4 separate regions of the Mus musculus genome follow, and all the other regions are linked to region 1. A link is a contact called in public Hi-C and HiChIP or PLAC-seq data. All regions are on one chromosome and are shown on one strand. The core of a region is the stretch at or near the end of the contact, and the rest is flanking DNA. Distances in the headings are between cores, read along the strand shown. Region 1 has its middle 16 kb from the start of Gm51605. Region 2 has its middle 13 kb from the start of Gm31718. Region 3 overlaps Gm31718 (a long non-coding RNA gene). Region 4 overlaps Gm31718 (a long non-coding RNA gene).

Region 1 (3,700 bases), core at 819-3,318:
CCAGAGACAGAAGACTCACAGCCTGCCTCCATTGCCAGGCTCACTGAAAGGACAGCGACTCCTTCTGCAATCCCTTGTCTTAGTCACTCACAGAACTCATGATGTTTCAAAGAAGTTCACAGAGCTGGGGAGGTAGCTCAGTTGGCAGAGTGCTGACCAAGCATTCACAAAGCTCTGGGTTCAATCCTCATGATGGTGGGTGGCACAGGCCCATAATCTGAGCATTCAGGAGTTGGAGGTCAGAGGATAAGGAGCTTAAGGTTCCTTTTTGGCCTAGGTGGTGAGTTTGAGGTCAGTCCAGGATGCATAAGACCTTGTGTGAAAGAAAGAAAGAAAGAAAGAAAGAAAGAAAGAAAGAAAGAAAGAAAGAGAGAGAGAGAGAGAGGGAGAAAGGAAGAAAGGAAGAAAGAGAGGGAGGGAGAAAGGAAGAAAGAAAGGTAGAGGAAGAGAAAAAGAGAGAAAAAAGCAAAAGAGAAAGAGAAAAGAGAAAGAGAGAAAGAGAGAAAGAAAGAAAGAAAGAAAGAGAAAGGAAGAAAGAAAAAGAAAGAAAGACAGAAAAAGAAAGAAATAAAGAAAGGAAGGAAGAAAGAAAGGTAGAGGAAGAGAGAAAGAGAGAAAAAGCAAAAGAGAAAGAGAAAGAAAAAGAGAGAGAAAGGAAGAAAGAAAATGAAAGCGAGAAAGACAAAAAAGAAAGAAAGAAAGAGAGGGAGAAAGGAAGAAAGAAAGGTAGAGGAAGAAAGAAAGAGAAAAAGCAAAAGAGAAAGAGAGAAAAGAGAAAGAAAGAGAGAGAAAGAGAGAGAGAAAAAGGAAGAAAGAAAATGAAAGAAAGAAAGAAAGAAAGAAAGAAAGAAAGAGAAAGGGATAGAGAAAGAGAGAAAGGAAGAGAAAGAAAGAGAAGAAGAGAAAGGAAGAAAAAGAGAAAAGAAAAAGAGAAAGAAAAAAGAGAAAGAATGGAAGAAAGGAAGAAAGAGAGAGAGAGAGAGAGAGAGAGAGAGAGAGAGAGAGAGAGAGAGAAGGAAAAAGAGAAAGAAAGGCAGGGAGCGTGGAGACCTTAAAAGCACTGGCTGCTCTTACATAGGACCCAGGTTTAGCTCCCAGCACCCACATGATAGCTCACTAACATCTGTAACTCCACTTCTAGTGACTCAATGCTCTCTTCTGACCTGCAAGGGCACTGAACAAGCACACTGAATACAGACATGCTCGCAGGCAAAATGCCCCCAAACATAAAAATTTTAATAATAATAATAAAGCTTTCAAAAAACCCTCCCCTAATCACCACAAAAGAAAGACCTGCTCTCCACATTAAGACGTCTAAAGACTGTGATTAATTGGGTAGCGACTGTCTAATGACCTGGAGGTTCCTGTAGGGCAAAGGACTCAGCTAGCTTGAGAACAGGGCTCTTTTAGTGCCCCATGAGGTAGGGATTAGGGGGCGTGGTTCCCTCCATTGCTTCTCCAAAGAAAACACGCCTGACTAGCAGCAGAGATCAATAAAAAGACATCACACCGAAAACAAGAAATCTCACGGGAGGGGAGGCTGACGTCCTTTCTTATTTATGGCTCACGATGAACAGCGGACAGATGTGCTGAGGGAGATCAGAAAGCCGCTCTTAGTTGGGGCTGATTCTGGGGGTCTTTGGAGCAACCGCTTCTCCCAACACTTGACACTGTGACGATGTAATTGGTTTTGGGAGAGCTGGGAGTGGGATAAGGGATTTTCCGGAGGAAGATGAACGCAGGAATGCAGCTCTGGACTGAAGCTGCTGACCCGATTCCTCCAAAATAGATCCCACATCACAGAGCAGCGGGAATCTAAGCCTTCCCAGAGCGCCCACCCGCACTGCTACAAACACCTAATTCATGAAAGAAATGAGCTTTAAAGATGGCAGCCATGCCACCCGTTAGCTGTTTGGTCATCGAAGTGCTTCTAGAAATGGAAAAGAGCTATTCAGCACTAAAGATTTAGGAACGTCTGTTGACATTAAGGAAGCAGCCTCATGGGAGAGCTGACAAGGCTCCCAGAAACATCACCAAGGGAACGGTGACGCAAATGCGTTTGGTTTTCACAGACTGGCGTGCTGCCAGACTCCCTGCCTGACGGCTGATGTAACTCCAGTTCCTATCTAGGTTAGCTTGCTTAGATAGTGCCAGCAGAACACGCAGCCGCAGTCAACAGCAAGCTTCTTTTGGAGACCAGAGTAAAAGGATAAACATATGTTTTCTTCTTTAGATCCTGATGTGTATTGTATTTTAAAGGGGGTACAAGGCTGGAGAGATGGGTCCACGGGTTACAAGGACGGGCTACACTTCTGGAGGATCAGAGTTCGAGTCCCAGCACCCACATGGTAGTTTGCAATCATCCATATTCCAGTCTCAGAGTATTGCGCCCCTCTTCTGACCTCTGTGGGCACCAGGCATGAATACGGCACACAGACATACATGCAAACAAAACTTCTATACACATATACATTTTTTAAAAAAGAATTATTTATTTTATGTATGTGAGTACACCATCACTCTCTTCAGACACACCAGAAGAGGGTATCAAATCCCATTACAGATGTTTGTGAGACACCATGTGGTTGCTGGGAATTGAACTCAGGACCTCTGGAAGGATGAGCAGTCAGTGCTCTAAACCGCTGAGCCATCTCTCCAGCCTATATATATATAACGTTTACAAAGGAAAAGAAAGGAATCTCATGTCAGCCTAAATTCTACCTCAACACAGACCAGAGGCAAGCCTGTCACCCACAAAAGGCATCACTATTTCACAAATATCAGCTCTCAATACTGTTTAGCCTATTAGGGAATAAGAAGGAGACTGTTCCCAGCTGAGCCAAATAATGACAGGAGAAAGCAGAGGACATTAGTTGTGAATGCAAAGATAATGATCCTTTTCATTATTGACTAAATGGGCTGAGGCCTCTGAAACCTGCGCTAAAAGATCACTATTCTAAAACATTTTTCTTAGAGACTGCCGATTTCCGGGTTTGTTTGTTTGTTTACAATCAATAAAGGAGAATTGTTAATTGGAAACATTCCCCCCAGACTCGGGTCAGATGTTGATGCGTTGTCTTCCGCAGGGTGTAAAGGGACAGAAAGCCAAGAAACAAACAAACAAACAAAGACTAGCTTTTAAAGCTTACTAGGTTATCCCAGGACAGAGGAACCTGTGCTGTCTTTAAAGGCCAGAAGCTGATATATAATTGGTTCCCTGGCCTTTAGAGGCAGGTAATTAAATCAGCAAGAGAGGGAGGGGCGAACAGTAATGGAGACAAAAGAGCCAGGCTAAAAATACAAGGGAAGGACCAGAGCTGACCGGATACCAGTCCTTGAAGGCACAGTATTGATCATGCCCAGGTTTACAGCACACCCCTCCCACTCTGCTCTGTTTTCCCTCCTCCACCCCTCTCCTCTACCCACCCATTTCCTTTTCTTCTTTCCTTTATTTATTTGTTTGCTTACTTATGTGGGTTTTTGTTTGTTTGTTTGTTTTGTTTTGTTTTTTGAGACAGGGTCTTTCTGCGTAATTCAGGCCTTAAACTCACACCATCCTTTCTACCTCAACCTCCCAGGTGTTGGATTGCAGGTATATGCCACCACTCCTAGGTTAACCCATTCTTTGTTTGTTCTCTGTGTGTGTATGTGTGTGTGTGTGTGTGTGTGTGTGTGTATGCGTGCGTGTGTGTGTGTGTGT
Region 2 (3,700 bases), core at 360-2,859, 400 kb after region 1:
CAACAGTAACCCGCACTGTGGCTCTCCTGGGTGACTAATTGGTTAATCCTGGGAAGGCCTTTGAAGCTGAAACACCAGTGTGTTACTCACAGGCTGGAGGCATGAACTTGCCCTAGGCCAGGTCTGAGTCAGCAGAGAGTGGCCTCCCACCTCCATACAGGCTGAGCCAGCCAGCCTAGGTCCTGCTCAAGGTCAAGGCTGTCCTACAGGAGAGCATGGCAATGTAAACCAAGGGAGATAGTGAGGTCTTAGTGGCCTGTGTGGGGTGGCTGTTCTGAGCCTGAGAACTGGGCCCTGTTGAAGATCACATAGCACTCAGTCCTCAGCTCATGCTTCCAAGATAGCACATGCAGCAACCTTGGTCAGGACAATATTTCCTGGTCATCGTTTGGAGAAATATTTTTTCCCACAGCAAATTCCTTAGGAGCCACAGCCTATCTCCTTGCGATCTCCTTAGGTGGGAGGGCAGTGCTGTCAGCCTAAGTCTTGGGAGAAAGATGTGGGCAACTTGTGGATTCCCTCGGCCTTCTCACACGCATCTCTCTTGTGAGGGTGGAGGTGATGGCTGAGACCGGGCCTCACTCTTAAAACCAGGCTGGCCCTTGAACTCACTGTGTAGCCTAAGCTAACCCTTTACAATTCATTTGCCTCAGCCTCCTAGCATGCCTGGCCATCCCATCTGCCTATGGGAGGAAGAAACTAGTCAAGTGTGATGGTAGGTACCTATCATCCCTGCATTCAGAAGGTGGAAGAAGAGAGATCAGGAGTTTAGTGATAGCCTGGGCTACATGAAACCAACCCTGTCTCAGAAAAGAAACAAAAGGCAGGCAAGCAGGCAGGTAGGAAGGGAAGGAGGGAAGGAGGGAGGGAGGGAGGGAGGGAGGGAGGGAGGGAGGGAGGGAGGGAGGGAGGGAGGGAGGGAGGGAGGGAGGGAGGGAGGGAGGCTGGTAGGCCAGTTTACAAACCAGAGGCCAGCCCTTGTGCTGATGCCCTTAACCCTTCCAGCAGGGTTTTGTCACCAGAGCTGGGAGGCAAGAACTGACAGCCTTTAAGATGCAACCCAGTGTCAGATTCCCCAACAATGGAGCAGCAGGTCCCCACACCCTGCCCCCCCACCCTCCTGTAGTGACCCCCATATGATCTGGCCCCCCAACCTCTGCCTTTCCTCTGCCCTCTCTGCCATTTCCTTCTTCCAGAAAACAACCTCCCTGGCCAGAAGGATTTCAGGCACTTCTGCTTTTGTTCTAAAGCCACCAGCTCTTATAATATTTTCTGCTCCTCTTCCCAGGGACTCTGAAACACACAGATGACAACACTTTAAAAACAAAGAGCCGAAGGCGGTGGCACATGTGTATCGCCCCAGCACTTGGGCGGCAGAGACAGGCGGATCTCTGCGAGTTCAAAGTCAGCCTGGTCTACAGAGTTAGATCGGGTCTCAAAAAAAAAAAAAAATTACATTAAAATTAAAACACAAAAATCTGAAGTAAAACCAGGAGGGACTGCTGTCAGCTTGGGGCAGGAAAGGGGAGAGCGGAGAGCTTGTGAGTGGAGGCCTGGATCTGGCCAAGGGGCAGGGCACAGCGGTAGACTGAGCAGAGAGCTTTCTGTTTGGCTTGGGTGGCTGCAGAGGTAGAAGTGGCCACTGGGAGAGAGCTGCTAAGATTTGCAAGACAAGAGCCTCTTTTCTCAATTCTCACACTGCCATCAAGTGGCCCAGTGAGCCAGTGCAGGATGTCTGTGCCAGCCTGAGCTACCTGGAGAGAAAAAAGGGTTGGGACTTTACCTAGGGACTCAGAAGCACCCCCAGCCTAGAGCTCTGAACTGTTCGGTAAATGCCAATCCCTGGCAATATAATCAGAGATGTATACATCCGGGCATGTGCACAGTGTCTAATCAATTCCATGCATTCAGGCAAGCAAACTCACAAGTGCTTGCTGGGAACATCAGCACACAAGGAGACATCTCTGTAAGAATCAGTACAAAAGCCACCGTCTCAGCTGGGCATGAGACAACACACCTATGATCCGAGTACAAAGAGGAATCTCTTCCTTTACTTTTATGTCATGGGTATTTTTTGAGTATGTATATCTGTGCACCATGACCGTGTACTCCTACTGCTCATGATGATAGGGAGAAGGCATCAGATCCCCTGAAACTGGAGTAACAGACAAGTGTGAGCTGTTGTATAGGTGCTGGAAATGGTTTCAGGTCCTCTGGAAAGGCAGCCAGCCCTTTCAAGTGCTGAGCCATCTCTCTGGTCCCATAGGTAGGAAGATGTTGGTCACAAGTTCAAGGCCAGCCTGAACCAGGTAACTCTGTCTCAAACTGAAAGGAATGGGATGAGATGATATCTCAGTGGGTGAATTCCTTGCTGCGCAAGCACGAGTTCAGGTCCCCAGAACCCATTTTGAGAAAGTGGGGGTGGGAGAGCATGGCATGGTGTTATGTGAACATCCTGGTGCTAAGGAGGCAGAGGACAAGAGGGGCTCCTGGGATGCCAGTGTAGCTGAACAGTGAGCTCCAGGCTTGGTGATATTCTAGAAAAATAAGGTGAAGAGGAACAGAAGACACTCAACATGGATCTCTGGCCTTCATATATACAAGGACACACATGCATGTACACAAGCACACCTGCACACAATACACACACACCACAGAAGACTTAGAACTCAGCAGTCCTATGTTTAGGTAACTGAGAGAGGAATGAGGAGGGAGGGGATGCCTAACGGTTCAAGTCCTGACGCTCTTGTATCTCTGAGGAGGTGGCCTCGCCTGAGGAAACAGGAAGCAGGGCAAGATCCAGGAGATCCAAAGTCAGCTCTGAGGCCTAAATATGCGACCCGGTAGGGCAGGACTTCAAGCCTCATTCCCTATGGTGGCCAGCTTTGATTGTCAACTTGGAACAACCTAGAATCATCTGGAAGGAGTCTCAGTGGGGGACTGTGTGCGTCGGGTTGTCCTGTTTGTGGGACATTGTCTTAATCTATGCAGGAAGACCCAGCCCACTGTGGGCGACACCATTCCTAGGCAGAGGTTCCTAAACTGTATACTAATAGAGAAACCTAGCAGGAACAAACAAGAAAGCAAGAATATATACATTTATTTCTCTCCATTCTTGACTGTGGGTGATATATGACTGGCTGTGTGAAGTTCTGGCGTTGATTTCTTACCAATGATGGGCTGTTACTTGGGGTCTGAAAACTAAATAAACCCTTTCTCCTCACTGCAACAGAAATGGCACCAGGATACTTCCTTTCCCACACACCTCTGTTCACCTCACATTTGCCTTTTTTGAACATTGGGTAGCATAACCACGTTTGGAGTGGGTTCCTACGGTCCCATGCTTTAGACACACTCCTGCCAGGCCTGCAGAGTCACTGTCATCAAGTCATGTAACTCAAGACCTGGGTCACTGTTGGCTGGACAGAAAGTGGATGAATGTCCTATAGAAAGAAGGCCATTCAAATCTCCCTCCTACAAAACAGAACTGTGTCAAATTTGGAGACAGTCAGTCTCTGCTAGGGTCTAAAGCTGTACATGTTAGCCAAGGACTGAGGAAGCAGAGAGGCAGCCAGCTGCTGCTGTTCACACCCATTCAGTCTCCCAGCACTCACCCCTGGCACCTCTTCCCTGTGACTTGTTCACAAGAGCCTCTTCTCTTGTTATAGTTTGATTTTTTTTTTCACAGTGGAGATCAGTC
Region 3 (3,700 bases), core at 518-3,017, 380 kb after region 1:
GAAATGGCAGATCACTAGGCTAGATGGATCCTAGGGAAGAGAGAGGACAAGACCCACTAAGTCGGTCTGAAAAGGAATCCATGGGCTTTCAGCTAACTCTCTGCTCAAACAGGCTGTCATTATAGCCACCTGGGCAGGAGGAAATCCATTCTAAAGAGTCACGCATACCCCTCCTTTTGGCTATTAGACTCTTTAAAATGGCTCCTCAAGGAGTTGAAAATTCCCCAAGAATCTCATGCTAGAAGAAGGAAAAAGCTGGATCCCAGTTCTAGGCACAAGGTGAACTTATGTTCCAGAAACAGATTTTATCCAGTCCTCATAAGACCACCTCACAGGACAGGTCAGTCTGTGATGGGTCTGTGACAGGCAGGACCACATCTTGACCAGGCCTACTTACCTGTGAATAACTCTTGCCCTCTATGTAAACCTGAACCTCATCTGGACCCTGCAGATGGACCCAGGTTCCCTGGATCTCTTTGTTCCTCTTCTCAAAGAGACCCCACTGGATAAATCTCCTTTCTCAGCTTTTTACTATGATTGTCTTTCTAACTGTTGTAGTGATTTGGAGAACTACCAGGACCCAGACCTCAATTTTAACAATGCCTGTAACAGCATTGCATGCCCTCTGACCAACTGTGCCTGCAGTTACAATTCTCTTACCAATGACTGAGTTTATGACTTGGTTGGTTTTTTTTTTTTTAATGGTATTAGTTGGAACTGAACACGCTCTGAAAAGTGCGCCAATTACGTCAGCGATCGAGGAAAAAAAAAAAAAAAACACTAACCTCCCTCCATGTGGCCAGCTTTATCGTTCTGATACTGCAAGCTCCTGCAAGGTGCCTGGGGTTAATTAACTGCTTCAGAGGAAATCACATTGATCTGTATAAGCCATGAGTACCTGCCTGTCCTTCTTGCAGAAACCAATCTGGTGGCATCTCCTGGTCCCACTGCTTCCAGATGAAGGACTCTGAGTTACAGACTGCCTCCCCTACCCCCTCTGATCCTCCTGCTCCCCTGGGTAATCCATTACCCACAGTGACTCAGCTGCCTAGAGGCATCTGGGACAATCTGATGACCCTGTTCACCTACACTGCACTCATCTGATACTGTGAGAGCCTCTCACCTTCCCCTCATGGGAACCCCAGCAGCAGCAGCAATGGCTGCAGTGTGGAGCCCTGCCTGAGGCCTGGCATTCGTGTCTGAAGAACCCTCCAACCACTATTAAAGCCACCTTTTCTCAGCCACCTTTTCTCAATGCAAAACGAAACACAAAACCCACACACAACACTGCAGCCAAGTGCTCCGTGAGTGCCTTTTGGGGCAGAGTATGTAGTCATGTCATCTTCCTCTGGTTAAGATGGAAAGATCTCTGGTGGGGAGGAGATAGGACATGAGGAGATGGCTTAGCCCAACAAGACACTTGCTGCAGAGCTGGCAACCTGAGGCCCATCCTCAGGACCCACCTAGTAGAAGGAGGAGACCAACTCCCAAAAGTTGTCCTCTGATGGCCAGTAGCCCCCTCCACAAATGGCCTGGTCGGTGGCCAACAACATCCTATGATGAGAACCACAGGAACCTTCCTTGCCAGGCAAGGCAAAGCCATCTTGAATCAAGGACAAGATTATGTTTTATAACTTCAAGAGGCTCTATAACCAGGAAGTGCAGTGAAACACAACACACCTGAGGGAGGCCTGCCAGCTCTCAGAGGCCCTGCCTTTCTTTCTACAGGTGCTGTGGAGACTCACTGACAAGCCTGCTCAATTTCTGAGTTCTAATTTAGAAAGTGACTTTTTCTTTCTTAACATGGCTATGCCTGGCATCTCAATCTCTTCAAGTCCCTCCCTCCCTCCCTCTTTCCCTCCTTCCCTCCCTCCTTCCCTCTCCCCTCCCTCTCTCCCCTCCCTCCCCACACTCCCCCCTACGGATGCCTCACAGCAGCTGCTTGAAGATTTCCATTGCTTAACCTGCCCACTTTCCTGACCTCAAACTCAAAAAAAAAGCACAATTTCCTCTTTTTCCTCTTCTTGTGGCAGCTGACTGACCCTGCTGGCTTTCTATCTATAATTCTTTTTTTTAAAAGATTTATTTATTATTATATGTAAGTACACTGTAGCTGTCTTCAGACACACCAAAAGAGGGCATCCGATCTCATTATGGATGGTTGTGAGCCATCATGTGGTTGCTGGGATTTGAACTCAGGACCTCTGGAAGAGCAGTCAGTGCTGAGCCATCTCTCCAGCCCCTCTATCTATAATTCTAACAATTTTTTCAAGTTTTCTTTTGAATCCATCTTAAATTTCTTTATCTGTGAGACAAGAGAAGGAGCCTGAGTTCCAATCTGGTTGCCTTCTGGAAGTGGGGTCATCTGTGAAGGGAAGGGAATTGGGGCTGCAAAGAGTGTACAGCAACAGCAGAGACAGGCAGGTGAGGCTACACAGCCCTGCCTCAGGTCTGAGGTCATGGCCTCTGTTCCCAGGCTGCCCAAGGTCTGAGAGTTCCCTAGATGTTTGTCCACCTGTTTGAGTAACAGAGCCCTGTCTTGTCCCCATAAAGAAAGGGCTGTAGTCCACACAGTGATATGCAAATGGTGTTTACCCAGGTGGGGCACCTTGTGAGACAGGCTCTGGCAGAGTCCTACACTTAAGGTCACTTTATGCCAATGTTCTACTTCTTCTCTGGGCTTTAAAGGGAACCTCTGGGTCTAACCACAGTACGATGAACATACACAGAATTAGTTGGAAGAAGGGAAGAGGAGATGTGAGGGTAAGAGGAAGAGAGACAGAGAATGAAGTAGCTCTGAGTACAATGTCTGTCTAGCTCACACAATAGAATAAATACACACAACAGAGTAAAAAGAAAAAAGTCCTGGGCTTGCTACAACTGGCCAGACGAAATCTTCCTCTGAGGTAGTGGTCCTTAATCTTCCTAAAGCTGCGACCCTTTAATGCAGTTCCTCATGTTGTGGTGACCCCCAACCATGAAATTATTTCATTGCTACTTCATAACTGTAATTCTGCTGCTGTTATGAACCGTAATGTAAATATCTGATATCTTATTTGTGACCCCTGTTTAAAGGGTCATTTGACACCCCTCGGGGAGTCACAACCCACAGGTCGAGAACCACTGCTCTCAAGACTGGAGATGTGGCTGAGCGACTTGAAGAGAACCAACCAGCATTAGATTCCTAGCAATCACATCAGGACGCTCACAGACACCTATAACTCCGGCTCCAAAGAATCCAACATTTCTCCAAGGCACCTGCACTCACATGCGCACACACACACACACACACACACACACACACACACACACATACACACACTTTAATAAAGATAATTTTTTAAAATAAACCTTTCACTAAGTCATTTTAATGCAAACTATTATGATGCTAGCATTAGTTTGTAAGAAGCATACTTGTATTTTTTTATTTGCTTATTTAGTTTTGATTTTTCAGTATTGGAGATTGAATACAGGGTCTTGCATAGGACAGGCAAGCATTCTATTACTGAGCTACATCTTTCTAGATTTTCTAAAATTCAAATTTCGACACAGGGTCTCACCGAGTCAGCCAGACAGAACACAACTGTTACAAATCTGTATGAGTTGCTGAGATTACAGGTGTATACATCAGGCCCAGTGCCGAGCCTTGCACCTAGGCATAACCTGTCTGACAGAAGGCCCTTGGTGCTTCATACTTGTA
Region 4 (3,700 bases), core at 398-2,897, 370 kb after region 1:
ATCAATGTTTGCTTTTTAAGTTACCTGGTCTATGCAGTCTTGCTATGGGAGCCTTAGTACCTAATCCAGTCTGATCATGCTGAAGGGAATCTGCCTCTCAGATTGTCCCCAAATCTTCCTCAGTTACCCAAATAAAAGGCACCAGACAAGATCCTCATTTAAAGCAATAGTAAATTGGTTCAGAGAACCAAGAATCTGATGAGGACCAAGGAGCTAGCTTAATTGTTCAAGTGCCTGTCACTCAAGGATGAGGATCTGAGATCAATTCCCAGAAGTCACATTTTAAAAAAAGCTGAGTGTGGTGATGACTACTGTGCTAGGGAGGTAGAGATCAGCCTGACCCAGAGAAGCTCACTAGCCTAACCTGCTAGATGATTTCCAGGCCAGTGAGAGACCCTGCCTCAGAACAAAAAGACGACTGGCGCCTGTGATATAACACCTGAGGTCATCCTCTGCACCCATGCATCTTACCTGCACACGTGCATGTGCACCCACACATACAAAAGGTAACAGACTAGGAGAAGACTTGAAATTTGTGTTCAGTCATTGATGGAAGGCTTGGAGTGATAGAAACACCTCAAAAAAAGAAAGTAGTAACCCAGACACTCTGTAAGACCCTTGAGCGAGCTCAGCCTTTGATGACTGCCATTTTGCACACCCTTGACGCTTCTTAGCTCCTCTTCTAGAAGATGCAGTTTCCCCCGTGGAACTCTGGGAATGAAGGTTACCATATCCAGCCCTGTACACTGGTTTAGGGATTTAGCCCAAGGCTGGTGCTTTAAAAAAAAAAAAAAAAAAATCCTTCCTTTAGCCTCCCAGAGACAGGCTGCTCATTTCCATTGCTAAGGTGGAGGAAGAGATAAAGGGATTTATTATCTGAACATTCCAGGGCCTCCCAAACAAATCTGTTCCTCCCTCTAACCACCCCCACCCCCCCGCTCCCCAAAAAGCTGGACCGAGTTTTAAAACATAAGTGTGTTTTGTTCCCAAGCCAGCTTGTCCGTCTCGGCGGCACTCATACACGCAGGGCCTCCTTATCAAATCACAGACTGCTAAGTCACAGAGCAGGAGAGTTCTGGTTCAGCACACCTCATGAGCTGCAAGCCCCAAGAAGGATGTCTGTGTCTGCCTTGCTTGTCATTAGCATCTCATGGTCACATGGCAGTGCCTGCGTCATTCAACCACTGGCAAAGAAAACAGAATGAGGTCAGCCACGAGGGAGAACAAACGGCATAGCTCAAGGAGCACAAACGCAAGCCTGGAAACTTGGGGGGTTGGGGGGGCAGGCTTGTGAGGGGGTGAGTTGTGGCTGATCACAGCCTCCTGGTGGTCCCTCTCTGTGTTCCCTGGTGTTTGCACAGCCCAGGTTACAAATCTGGGCATCATCACCACCAATATCCCCATAGTAAAGGTGACAGACTGGACAGAGCATGCCACATCCCTTGCAGCAGGGTAGAGTCTGGAGCCGCCACGCACCCTCCCCTTCCCTTGTAGAATGGAAGGTGCCAGCCACTTGGGGGTCAGAGTTTGAGGGGAGGCTCTTCTGAGGAATGTGTCTGTGGAGAAATCCATGCTCCCTAGAGGGAAGTGGGGACTGTCCCTGCACATCAGACTGTGGCAGAGCTTACCCCAGGATGCCCTTTAATGAGAGCAGAGAAGACTAGGCCCTTTGCCAGCCAGGACCTCAGAGTCTAAATAGGGTTGCAGTAGGCTGGCAAAGGTCCCTGAGGCCTGTAAATGTGAGGAATCTGGTGGGGGTTTTGTTTGTTTGTTTGGTTGGTTGGTTGGTTTTGTTTTCTAAGGAAATGGGTCTTTGCAAATACGAATAAGGACTGTGAGATAGAACAGTTATCCCAGGTGCCTCACAACTGAGAAGGGCAAAAGCCCCCATATACAATGACTTGTGTACTTAAAAGACAGAGGCCGGGCAGTGGTGACACACGCCTTTAATCCCAGCACTTGGGAGACAGAGACAGGCGAATTTCTGTGTTTGAGGCCAGCCTGGTCTACAGAGTGAGTTCCAGGACAGCCAGGACTACACAGAGAAACCCTGTCTCGGAAAAACAAAAACAAAAAAAAAACAAAACAAAACAAAACAAAAACAAAACAAACAAACAAAAAGACAGAGGCCAAGTGTATCAATTACTTCCTTAGTTGCTGTGACAGAATACCTGTTGAAAGCAACAGAATACCTGTTGAAAGCAGCTTCGGTGAGGAAAGGTTTATTCTGGCTCACAGTCGAGAGGATACAATCCACCACAGAGGGGAAGGAGAGCAGGAGGCAAAGGTGGCTTGCCACTGTGGCGGCACAATCGTGAGGTGGATAGTCACATCCCACGCGCAGTCAGAAAGCACCACAGCGAAAAGCCTCTGGAGAAAGGAACCTCACAGAAACGTTGACCTCAGCCTTCCAGCCTCCAGAGCTTCGAGCAAGAAGGTCTCTGCTGACCAAGCATGGGAGCATGGGCAGACGAAGACACCTCATACATAAACCAGAAGAGGGTAGCTCTTAAAACTTAAAGTCCACCACCACTCCCACTCTCACCAAGCCACTCCCTCCAGCTGAGCTGCTCTACCTTCTGAAGTTTCCACACCTCCCAAACAGCGCCATCTGTAGGCAACCAAGCGTTCAAACACAGGAGCCTAAGGGAAGTGGTGGTTGAGGAGCTGAGGCCACAAACTAATCAATGGCAGACAACACCCCACCCCACCCACCCCCAGCTGGAAGGGATCAAAGTGGGTCCTTCCCTGGATCCTTGGAGGGAATGCAGTTCCGTGGACACAGCCAAACGAAAGTGCCGTCAAACTTCTGCCCTCCAGAACCGCGAGAGAACAAACTGCTGTCTTATGTCTCTTTGTGACAGCAGCCAAGAGGACATCATTCATTATACAGAAGCTGACGACTACCTGCTTGAGTGTCAGAACCAGAAGCAAGTGTTGGGTTGGGCCAATTTCTGCCTCAGTGCTTGTCAGGGCCAGTCTAGTCAGGGTCTGGGTCAAGAGAGAACGCTAGTATGGACCACTGAGTGCCTGAGTCATGGAGCTACCAGAAAAGGTAGGAACCCCACAGGGAGGAACCACAGGTAAGCCCTGTCTAGAGACCCAGACCTACCATCCTAGCTACTCTGGAGGCTGAGGCGGGAAGAAAATGAACACAAAGCATACTTGGGCTACAGAGTACATTCAAGGACAGCCCAATGAGACCTTGTTTCAGTAAGAAAGGCTGGCAATACCAGACAGTGGCAGAGCCCTTGCCTAGCCAAAGACCTGGGCTCCATTCCCAGCACAGGAAGAAGATGAAGGTAGAAAAGGTCTCGAGTGGCCACACAGAAGGGGGTTAGAGAAGGGCCGGGGGCAGGTATCTACTTCAGCCATACTCAAAAATGCCACCCCCTTCAAACCCTCTCCACCCCATAGGACTGCCCTGGCCCTTTGGCCCCTTGCCTTCCTCCAACCTTTTAAGCAGGGAAATGGGAAACAGAGCCAGACAAGAAGGGTCTGGGGGACAACCAGCCTTGCCCCTTTCCCATGCAGGCCTAAGCAGGCTCAGCTGGAGCGGGGAAGGGAATGAGATGTTAAAATTTAGAGTTCTGACTAACATCTTGGCCCAAACACTGAAATTCTGAGTTGGGACTGTTTTCCATTTAAAGTGACCATTGGCCAGGCTGTTTCCTAAGAGCTGCAGAAAAGTGTGAGCCTG

The links. A called contact is a pair of places that touch in the nucleus more often than the background predicts. HiChIP or PLAC-seq counts read pairs in DNA pulled down with a chosen protein or histone mark.
Region 2: a Hi-C map of bone marrow-derived macrophages shows a contact between it and region 1, with 38 read pairs. The contact joins two enhancer-like sites. A contact is called at or near these places in 1 of 15 datasets of contacts at CTCF or cohesin (the NIH/3T3 cell line), 22 of 484 Hi-C or Micro-C datasets (DN3 thymocytes, LSK cells, alveolar type 2 cells and 15 more) and 23 of 115 datasets of contacts at active chromatin or transcription factors (the HPC-7 cell line, SST interneurons, VIP interneurons and 17 more).
Region 3: a Hi-C map of bone marrow-derived macrophages shows a contact between it and region 1, with 20 read pairs. The contact joins two enhancer-like sites. A contact is called at or near these places in 1 of 15 datasets of contacts at CTCF or cohesin (the NIH/3T3 cell line), 13 of 484 Hi-C or Micro-C datasets (DN3 thymocytes, the G1E-ER4 cell line, bone marrow-derived macrophages and 7 more) and 20 of 115 datasets of contacts at active chromatin or transcription factors (the HPC-7 cell line, SST interneurons, VIP interneurons and 16 more).
Region 4: an H3K27ac HiChIP or PLAC-seq map of heart atrium shows a contact between it and region 1, with 9 read pairs. The contact joins two enhancer-like sites. A contact is called at or near these places in 1 of 15 datasets of contacts at CTCF or cohesin (the NIH/3T3 cell line), 16 of 484 Hi-C or Micro-C datasets (CD4 T cells, the G1E-ER4 cell line, bone marrow-derived macrophages and 6 more) and 16 of 115 datasets of contacts at active chromatin or transcription factors (the HPC-7 cell line, SST interneurons, Th17 cells and 12 more).

Annotation. Positions count from the first base shown.
Region 1 is chr8:126,515,298-126,518,997 of GRCm38.p6, forward strand. No RefSeq gene overlaps it. Among named protein-coding and RNA genes, the nearest start is that of Gm51605, 16 kb to the left of the region's middle. Within about 2 kb of position 2,069, at least 223 of the 459 cell types and tissues checked have an H3K27ac peak or open chromatin away from gene starts, as enhancers often do. A contact at or near this core is called in SST interneurons, VIP interneurons, alveolar type 2 cells and 10 more, where this site is marked.
Region 2 is chr8:126,919,377-126,923,076 of GRCm38.p6, forward strand. No RefSeq gene overlaps it. Among named protein-coding and RNA genes, the nearest start is that of Gm31718, 13 kb to the left of the region's middle. Within about 2 kb of position 1,610, at least 202 of the 459 cell types and tissues checked have an H3K27ac peak or open chromatin away from gene starts, as enhancers often do. A contact at or near this core is called in VIP interneurons, alveolar type 2 cells, bone marrow-derived macrophages and 7 more, where this site is marked.
Region 3 is chr8:126,899,289-126,902,988 of GRCm38.p6, forward strand. All of the region lies in intron 1 of Gm31718 (a long non-coding RNA gene), which reads right to left. Among named protein-coding and RNA genes, the nearest start is that of Gm31718, 7.2 kb to the right of the region's middle. Within about 2 kb of position 1,768, at least 47 of the 459 cell types and tissues checked have an H3K27ac peak or open chromatin away from gene starts, as enhancers often do. A contact at or near this core is called in bone marrow-derived macrophages and intestinal villus epithelium, where this site is marked.
Region 4 is chr8:126,883,179-126,886,878 of GRCm38.p6, forward strand. All of the region lies in intron 1 of Gm31718 (a long non-coding RNA gene), which reads right to left. Among named protein-coding and RNA genes, the nearest start is that of Gm31718, 23 kb to the right of the region's middle. Within about 2 kb of position 1,648, at least 153 of the 459 cell types and tissues checked have an H3K27ac peak or open chromatin away from gene starts, as enhancers often do. A contact at or near this core is called in SST interneurons, bone marrow-derived macrophages, embryonic basal ganglia and 4 more, where this site is marked.